Linked DNA regions of Callithrix jacchus: region 1 is linked to region 2. Evidence: chromatin contacts called from public Hi-C data. All regions are on one chromosome and are shown on one strand. Each heading gives the region's core, a stretch centred on a gene start, on an enhancer-like site or on the middle of the called end of the contact. The rest is flanking DNA. Distances are from core to core; before and after follow the strand shown. Region 1 holds the start of RNASE7 (ribonuclease A family member 7). Region 2 overlaps RNASE4 (ribonuclease A family member 4).

Evidence for each region. A called contact is a pair of places that touch in the nucleus more often than the background predicts.
Region 1: a contact with region 2 is called in a Hi-C map of skeletal muscle, with 5 times the contacts expected there. The contact joins the promoter of RNASE7 here to the enhancer-like site in region 2. A contact is called at or near these places in 2 of 3 Hi-C or Micro-C datasets (induced pluripotent stem cells and skeletal muscle).

The regions. Positions count from the first base shown.
Region 1 is chr8:55,543,359-55,548,202 of calJac240_pri, reverse strand. It overlaps RNASE7 (ribonuclease A family member 7), which reads right to left and starts at 1,442. Exons shown (of 1, transcript XM_035259991.3): 1 at 115-1,442. The coding sequence starts at 1,365. The coding sequence ends at 895.
Region 2 is chr8:55,360,306-55,364,878 of calJac240_pri, reverse strand. RNASE4 (ribonuclease A family member 4) reads right to left here. Exons shown (of 2, transcript NM_001270924.1): 2 at 1-181. The coding sequence starts at 164. Among named protein-coding and RNA genes, the nearest start is that of RNASE4, 17 kb to the right of the region's middle. Within about 2 kb of position 3,303, at least 3 of the 16 cell types and tissues checked have an H3K27ac peak or open chromatin away from gene starts, as enhancers often do.

The DNA of each region.
Region 1 (4,844 bases), core at 193-2,692, 190 kb before region 2:
CAGAGCCAGGCCCAGGGCCTAGGTTGGAAGAGCAGTGGGCTAGAGAAGCGGGAGGGGCAGTTAGAGAGAGGAGAGAGAATGAATAAGATGCCAGAGCACCTCATAAACAATCTCTTGGCTAGAGAGGTAATGAGCTTTATTGCAGCCAACACAGAGTAACTGGCTCTTCAGAGCACTCATTCTTCATGGGTGAACTCTTAGCTAGTTCACCTCTTGCCCCTGTAACAGTATCTGCTTTCTTGCCCAACTGGTAGAGTAGAAAGTATGCTGTATTTAAGTGAGGAGACCTAGGTTCAAGTCCAGGTTCTGCTATTCCCTAATTAGACGAGCTATTTAATTAATTAAGCTTTCTAAAATCTCAATTTCCTCATCCATAAAGAAGGCATACAATCCCTGTCACATCTATGTCACAAGGGATTAGAGGGTTCACGTGGAAGCACTATAGAAATATGAAGTGGAATTTCTTTATATTTTTCTTTGCTTCAGGTCACCTCACTACCACGTCAGAGCTGGGGAAGACTTCTAGCTCAGGAACAGAAGCAGCTCTATCCACAAATCATAGGCCCCTTTTCCATGTATTTCCTCTCCTTGTCATGCTGCCATAATGCCAGAGGACAAGGGAGACATGTGCAAAGGCAGAGACCAGGGAACCCACAGCCCTGAGCTTGCTCAGTCCCTTTCTTGGGGATAAGCATCTGGGAAAACACAACGAAAAGATGAAAGGCCATGACTCTAGAGTTCAGGTCACCAGAGTGTCAGCTTCAGCCTCCCAGCATAGGCTGAACCAGAGTCCCAAGAGATGAGGGGAAGAGAATGCTCTGGGTGTAGGAGGAGTGGTGCAGAGCCCAGGAGAGGGACCTGAGGCTCAGCCGAAGAGTGAGGAGATCTGGAAACCTAAAGGACTCTGTCCAAGTGCACAGGAACCAGGTGGAATTGCTGAGGGTCCTTTTTCTGGCGAGGGTCACAGGCCACTATGTAAGACTTGTTCAGGTGCTTCTCTTTGTACCTGCAGTTCGGGTACTTCCCTGAGGTGAGCCGACACATGGTCAGGGACACGGGCCCATGGCTCTGGTGGCAGTTTTTATGGCCATTCTTGCAGGTTATGTTGGGGGTCTGGCAGGTGGCGGCCACACTGGAGAAGGGCTTGTGCAGGAAGGTGTTGAGGTCTTTGCACCGTTTTGTGTGCTTGTTGATGTTTCTCATGGCTGAGGCACACGCTTGAGGGCTGGGCTGCACGTGCTGAGTGTTAAACCACTGAGATGGGGTCATGCCCTTGGGCTTGACACTGACTGGGATCTCAGCCACCCACAGCCCCAGCAGCAGAAGCAGCAGAAGCGGGAAGTATCCTGCTCTGGCCGGTACCATCTCTCTTAGGGGGAGCAGTCAGAATAGAGGGCAGGGGTCACTGTGACAGTGTTCAGTTGAGAAATTAGTCCTCCTATACCTGCTCATATGAGCTAATCACCCATCTCCCTACCCACCTGTCTCCTTTCTTCCCTTTGTGTCTCACCTCTGCCTCTTCTTCTGTGTGTCCACATCTCTCACCTTGTATTTCTCCTCCCTTCATTCTGGCCCTGCTGCCTGTCACTCTGTCCTCTCCCGTTTCCCTCAAGTCTCATCTCTTTTGTGTCCCCATGTTCCTGTGTCTGTGTCTCATCCCCTCTCCATCCCCATTCCCATCTCCTCTGTGTTCCCATTCTTTTCCATTTTTCACCTCCATCCCCAGCATCACTCTCCCCTTTCCCCAATGTGTGTTCTCATCTCCCCTAAATCTATTCCCTCCTTTATCCATTTTATCACTCACCTGAGTGTACTCTCATCTGATCAGAACCCATCCTTCCTTCTCTGTCCTCACTCCTCCCCTGCTCCTGCCGCAGCCTCACCTGTGCATTTGGTCTTCTTGCTGTGACTCCTGCTCAGTGGGCTGGGGCTGCATCCACACACTGCTGGGCTGTCAGAACTCTGAGGGTCTCTTCTCACTCCTAAACTCCTTAAGAGCTGGCCTGGGCTGTGCTGCCTCTATTTGGGAGCGGGCTGGGGAGCATCACTGGATCAGGAAATGAATCAGGTTCATGCCTCTCCACTTACATGTCCCAAATACATGGATACCTAAGGACACCTGTACCTGCCTAAACATGTTCAGCAATGAGGAAGCGTGAATCGTCACATTCAAAGACTATATTTGTCCTCTGGTCACATGGTTTTAATGACTCTTTAATAAAGCACCTGACCCAGTGTCAACTGAAATCAATTTCAGGAAGAGTTGTCATTTATGTCCTCTCATACGCACCTCTGGCTCAGGATCCTGGGAAAAGTCAGTCACTGCAGGTTTAAGGGTTGCTTCTTCTCTGACTTGAGGTACAGGTAGAACAGCCTAGGAAGATGCTTTGTCTGGTTCCTTGTCATCTGAAGATATTGCTTATCTTTCCGAGGAGATGGAATAGACACAAGGGAAGCTGGTGAAGCATCATGGTTGTGATACCCAGCACGATCCCCAATAGCAAAGCCATTCTACAGCGATTCATTCCTCTGGGCCTGTCCATTTCCAGGTACCAACCAAGGCCACATGGCTTTACTTGGAGAAGGCTGCCAATACCTCTCAATTTCACCTGTTCCCTCCCCTCTTTATTGAAAATTGCAAAACTTCGATACTGCTCAAATGTTTGTGCTTAGAATGCAGTTGGTGTTGCTGCTCTCGACACCCAGGCTTAGTGCTTCCTTCACCTTGTATGTCCTGTTCCTTGTGGTGGTTACAACTGCGTGGAGTGTCTGGGTCAGTGCTACTCTGGGGGGCTCCTGTGAGCTTGGAATATGACACTCAGGAGAACCGAGACACAAGGCAGAGCATCGCACTCTGTGGGTGAGAAGGCCTGTGAAACTGAGGTGAATAGTATTTTTGTTTTCAGAATTTACCTGTAAGTAGTAGAGAATCTCAGAATCTCAGACATGCTTCATTTATATAGTCAACAAATATTTATCGAGCACCTACTAAGTGTCAAAGTATTTGGGATAGAATTACTGAACAAAAAAGGTAAAAATGGTCAGGTACAGTGGCCCACACCTGTAATCCTAGTACTTTGGGAGGCCAGGGCAGAAGGACTGCTTGAGGTCACCATTTCAAGACCAGCCTGGGCAATGTGACAAAACCTCGTCTCTACAAAAAATTTGAAAAATTAGCCAGGCATAGTGGTGCATGCCTGTGGTCCCAGCTACTCCAGAGGCTGAGGTGGGAGGATTGGTTTAGCCCAGGAGATCAAGTCTGCAGTGAGCCATGATTGCACTACTGCACTCCAGCCTGGATGACAGAGTGAGACCCTGTCTCAAAAAACAAACAAAACAACAACAAAGACAAAAATCTCTGCCTTTGTGGAGCTTACATTCCACTGGAGAAAGACAGTAAAATAAATATATACTTTGCTCAAAGTGATAATTACTAGGAAAAAAGTAGGACAGGTTGACGGTCAGTAATTTTATGCAAGATCATTGAAATCTCTGACTCTGGGGCAGAGACTTGAAGATAAGAGTGAACTTTGATTGTCTGGAGGAAGAATGTTCACACTGAAGACAGTAGCACTGCAAAAGTCCCAGAACAGATAGATGCCTAAGGTGCTGGAGGAACAGCAGTGTGTCCAGTGTGGCTGGAGTAGGTGACTGAGAGGTCCACAGAGGGACCAGAGACCAGGTCATGGGAAGACTTAGAGACCATTTGAAGGCCTGTGACTTTTACTCCAAACACAATAGGGAACCCTGGGAGGGTTCTAAGTAGATGAATAAAGAACTTATTCGCTTAAAGGATTATCTGGCTGGTCCAGAATTTGTGATTCTGAGTCAGGAGGATGGGGAGTTTGTTTTGACGCCAGGAGGACATTATCTCAGTAGATGGACAGCACAGCTGTGGGTTGCGGGTCAGAATCTTTAGAAGAAAAAGTGATGCTGGAGATGAGATGTGCCACTAGGTGGCAAAAGAGAATCGAGAACAAGTTCACACAGGCCTCTGGCTCTTCTGGTTTGCCCTCAGCAAGGCCTTGGCTGGGGGAACAGCTGTTCACTTCTTTGTTAAGGTGTCTGAAGCTTTGCAGGCTGAACTTCTGGATAGAGAATTATGCTCCTGCTGCTGCAGAAACATGAATGTCAGGAGATAAAAGCCATGTTTTAAAGCAGACTGTGTATCAATGTGTATCGGCACAGGTCAGTCCAGCCCTTGAGTGGAGGCTGGGTGGGAGGCTGCTAGCTCATCTGAATCCTAGCTTGGCCTCCTTTCCACTTCTTATCCTAGAGTGAGATGTTTTCAAGCCAGGATTTTAACTTCCCTCTGCACTTGTGTTTTCCTGTCATTATAATTATCCTAGTTTGCTCTTCAACTCCAGTATGCTGGGCTGTATAGAAGGCTGCCTAGGACTGTGTGAAAGCAAAATAAACATGGCCCTACTGCCTCAGGTCAAAGGGAAAAGAGAGGAAAGGTTTAAGTTTGCACATGAAAATCGAAATAGAGTGGAACCTACCACATGTGCAATTCAGTCAAAACCTTTACTTTGCCTCAATTATTTAGATAAGGGAGGTGGTTTTGTTTGTGTGCCTAAACCATCCAGCTTCCAAGATCTGCTTCACCTTGCACTTGGTAGGATAATTTTGCCTTCACCACATTCATGGGGCAACAGAAAAAGATGGAGGAAGGGGGATAAGGTTAGGAAGAACAAAAAGATTCAGGCATCAGGCCAGATACTGGTTCAGGAGTTTCACAGGAGGAAGAAAGAGAGAGGGCAAGAGCAGAAGACAAAATGGTGGGAGAAAAGACAGAAGAAAAGAAAAAGTCCCTTACACCAGCAATCTCTGCCTTGCTTTCT
Region 2 (4,573 bases), core at 2,054-4,553:
AAGTTGCAGTAGCCATCATTGCCACCTATCTCCTCAGGGTGCACGTGTTGCCGCAGGAATCGCTGGTACATGCGATCCTGGCCATAGGAGGGCTGGACCAGCCCTAGCCCCACTAGGGTCAGCAGCAAAAGCAGAAGCAATGAATGGGTCCTCTGCAGAGCCATCAGTACCTTAGAGGTGCCTAGAAAAGAAAGCAAAGGCAGGAGAAATAAGGTAAGAACTGGGCACTGGAAAGAGGTGTTGAGAATAGCAAGCTGACATCTTGAATCCATGGTCTCCTCTTTCCTCCTTCTTGTATGGACCATCTTCCCACTCATCTCTGCTACCTTTCCCATCCCTGCTTCCCCAAGAGTTTGCAAACATGATCTCTTCTGAAAGCAAGACCTTTCTCTTTTACAGAGAGAAGTTGCTGTAGGCAGTATAATGACACAGGGCAGGGACTGACTGGGTGGCTGCCAGGCTTGTACAGTCAGAGTATGAAAAGAGAAAAGGTGAACCTACATGAAACTGTAGTTGTGTGTCTCTTGGGGGAATTCTGCAGGTGTATGATCTTTGGGGAGTGTTTGGTTCCTGGGAGGCTCCAATTCCCAACAGTTTGGATAGACTCAGGATATGTCAAAGAAAGTTTATAAACTACTTTTAATACCTTACATCTGGGAATCTAGGTGGAGGAAGAGGACAGAGGAACATTTAGCTCTGCCTTTCCTCTCAGATGACTATTCTTACTCTTGTTCGGTAATTTTATTATTTTTCTTTTTTTATCATGTGACTATTCTAATGTGATTTAAAATCTATTAGTATAATTCTAGAATAATATATGTAATACATTAATTTAAAATGTGTTATTCTAATTCTAATGTAAAGTCAGGTTCTTTGGGAATTCCTTTTAATTCTATTTAAAAGAAAAAAAAAAGAGTACCCAGATACAGTACTTAGAAGACAGTTGATAACAGCTACTGTTTGAATGAACTAATAAATGAAATAAGTAAGCTAATGAACAAATGCAATTAAATGGATAGAGTAAAGGTGTTTCCCAGGCTTATGAAATTGACTAATAAGAAAGGCTAAGAAATATTTTTAAAATAAGCTTAAACAGCATAGTATCCTCCAAAGAAAACTTGGATTGTATCTTCTCCTTGCTGTTTTTGTATGTAACATCAATACCCCAGGCCCGGAGATACACTGCTTTGTCTTGCATCTATTCTTGATGTTCCTCCTGTCTTGTCAGTAGTTGTCGGCAGCTGTCTGTCTTCGGTTGCAGCCTCACTGTGTTGTCATCTCTTGGCAATGAAAAATAAGGCTATATTTTATAGCATTAAAAAAAATCCAGAGCAGCAACAAACAGTATTGTTATATAGTTTCAGAACATTCATTGCTTTCACTGACAGATTAAAGAAAGGAATCCAGGCCTATCTTACTCTACACCTTGTGTAGACTATCGTCTACTGGCTCACTCATCCCATGCCCCAAATATGCAGGATGTCAAAGACATTTATGTTCAGAACTGCTACTTCTCAGCAGCAGAGTATAATCATGATTAGAGGTGAAATCACTTACCAACTGACTAGCCAGATGCTGCCATCTGGCCGTCACTCCTGGAACTGACATGAATTGTCAATCTGCTGGACTCTTGCAGTGAAGCAGGGTTGATTCACTAAAGCACAGAAAAATCACCCCTGATTCAGTAGGAAGTGAGCAACCCAAATTACCAAGGGCAATGTTTTGAGAGTCAGGCAGCCCAACTCTACATGTGCAGTCCAAGGACTGGGCCCAGCTGAACTCCTAGTTTGATGTATATGGGTACTATTGTCTTGTGATTTCAAATTCTGCTTCATAATGGTGGATTGCATTGTGTGAACGACTGAAATGGCTTCCAAGGGACCTGTACTTTACTTTGTTCTACTGAAAGCCTATCTTTTGATTACTGATAATGAAAGCAGTATCACACATGGCTATTGTTCTTTTAAATGTCACCTCCTATATCCACAGCCACCTTTTACCTTTGCACAGAGAGATATAAAGCTCTGTGTCATATTCGCGTTCCTACAGCTGTAGATGTGAGATATGGTGTTAGGAAGAGAAAGAAGTAAAGAGGTTGTGGGAGGAAGGGCAGATGTTTTACTGATTTCCTCTTTGCCCCAAGAACAATGCATACAACTTCTGAAGGTATACTTAGCACTTGGATTATAGCTTCAGCAGATCAATATATTTTGGGTTATTTTTCCATTGGCACCTCCAGTTTATATGGTTTTATCTACTTTCTCTTATCCTCATTCTTTGTGACCAAGAATATGGTTTAGCAAGATAAGTGGCTACAGAGAAAACCTTACCTATTCATGCAAGAACAAACCCAGGATGTCAGCTTTTCTACAGTAACCAAGTAAACAAGACATAGAAAAATATTTGAGGACAGCAGGCCAATGTAGATACCAAGGGGTGCATGGCAAAGCTCTAGCTACAAGAGAAAATTGAATCATCTCCACATCATCCCAACACATACTTTTGGATCAGGATTTTCCCCAAATGCTTTCTCCAGTGCACCACCCTGACTCACAATAAGAACATCTTTTGACATTGTGGTCTAAAACACTGAGGCTGTGACCATGAGAAAATTGCTTAATCTCTCTCAGCATATCTCATCATCAGTAAAATGACATATAATACCCACCTCTTAGGGATGCTATGAAGAATAAATGGGAAAGTCAATGTAAAGTCCTATAAAAAGGCCGAGCACAGGGCACATGCTCAGCAAATGTTGGCAATTACTGTATTAATTTATTACTATTTCCATTTTTCTTGATTCCCTCTGCTTCTGTCAATCTGGATAAAATAATGAATGGCTACACTGAGTTGTATATATTATTGACCCCCTTTTATTTCGTAGAGCTGTGTTCCCAATAAATTGGAAGTCTGTTTTTAAACTATAAAATATCTCAGCTGCTAGATCCCTAGAGACTTTTTTCCTCTCCAAATTGCATAGAATTTTCTTCCTTGCATGTCACTATCCTTCAAAGGACTTGGCATTTTGGAGCTCTCCTTCTCTTTCCTTGCAAAGCCAACAATCACAGCTGACCAGGACTTCAATTCTTCAAATGATTTACTTACAATAAAATGACCTGCCTGTGACTTGATATTTTATTTTAAACAGCTTGTGGTTATGATAGAACAAGAAGCCCAGACCAAAAGGGACTAGGAATGCTTACCCAGCTGCCAGGACCATCAGCAGGTCAGGAAACACCCCCATCCCACTGCCATGTGATTTCCTATGAAGCAGCCATTTCCCTTAACACCAGAGCAGACTATGCAGTGACAATGCTCCAGGCAGACATTTGGAGAAGATGTGAGTTTTCGCAGCTTATGGTGTGATCAGTATAATAATGGTCCATGCCTTTGACTTGTCCTGTGAAGGCCTTGAGTGGGGGCAATGATCTTGAGTAACTTTGTCTCACCTCAAGGAGCTAGTACTGGTTGGAAAATTCGAGAAAAGGGCCCACATAGTTTGCCAAAAACTGTGACTTCCTCATTTTCTGAGAGGCTTTTGAGATTTTGTAATATGGTAATTTTCTAATAAGAGATGTTTGGAATACTTTTTTCTATTTTCTTAGGAAATGACAGTGTTTTCCATTTTGAAATAGACTAATCCAGAGAGATCCCCGTGCTGAGAACACACCAGCAACCTACTTCTCAAACCCATTTCTAAGTGTAAATACCTGCAGTGAGGCTGGGCTTTCCGAGGTGGTACCTGGACCGTGCTCTATAACCTGAGTCCTGGGAAGCCAGGGCTTTTGGCCCATTTCAGGGCAATATTGGGAGCAGGAGAGGCCACCACAGGGAATAATGAGATCACAATAATTATGTGTTCACAAGGCAGTGAAACTGGTGATTTATAACTAATTTATTGGCAACCACTTTCTAAATAAAATATCCAGGCACTTATTGACAGAAATTAGGTAACAGGAAGCTAACCACTGATTGAACAGTGTGTTTTACAATGAGAGTGTTAAGTTATGTTTACTTAAAAATAAATCTTGAAGGAGAATAAGGGGTAAACTTGGAATTGTTTTTTTGAGATGAAGTCTCCGTCTGTCACCAGGCTGGGTGTGATCTTGGCTCACTGCAACCTCTGCCTCCCAGGTTCAAGTGATTCTCCTGCCTCAGCCTCCTGAGTAGCAAGACTACAGGCACACACCACCACATCCAACTAATTTTTGTATTTTTAGTAGAGATGGGGTTTCATTATTGGCCATAATACTCTCCATCTCTCTCTCTCTTTTTTTTGATACAAAGTCTTGCTCTTGTCCTCCAGACTGAAGTGCAATGGCATGATCTTGGCTCATTGAATCCTCTACCTCCTGGGTTCAAGCAATTCTCCTGCCTCCGCCTCCTGAGTGGCTGGGATTACAGGTGCTTGTCATCACACCGGCTAATTTTTGTATTTTTAGTAGAGACAGGGTTTCACCATGTTGGCCAGGCTGGTCTCGAACTCCTGACCTCAGGCAATCTGCCTGCCTGGGCCTCCCAAAGTGCTGGGATTACAGGCGTGAGCCACCGTGCCCAGCCAGAATCTTTTCAT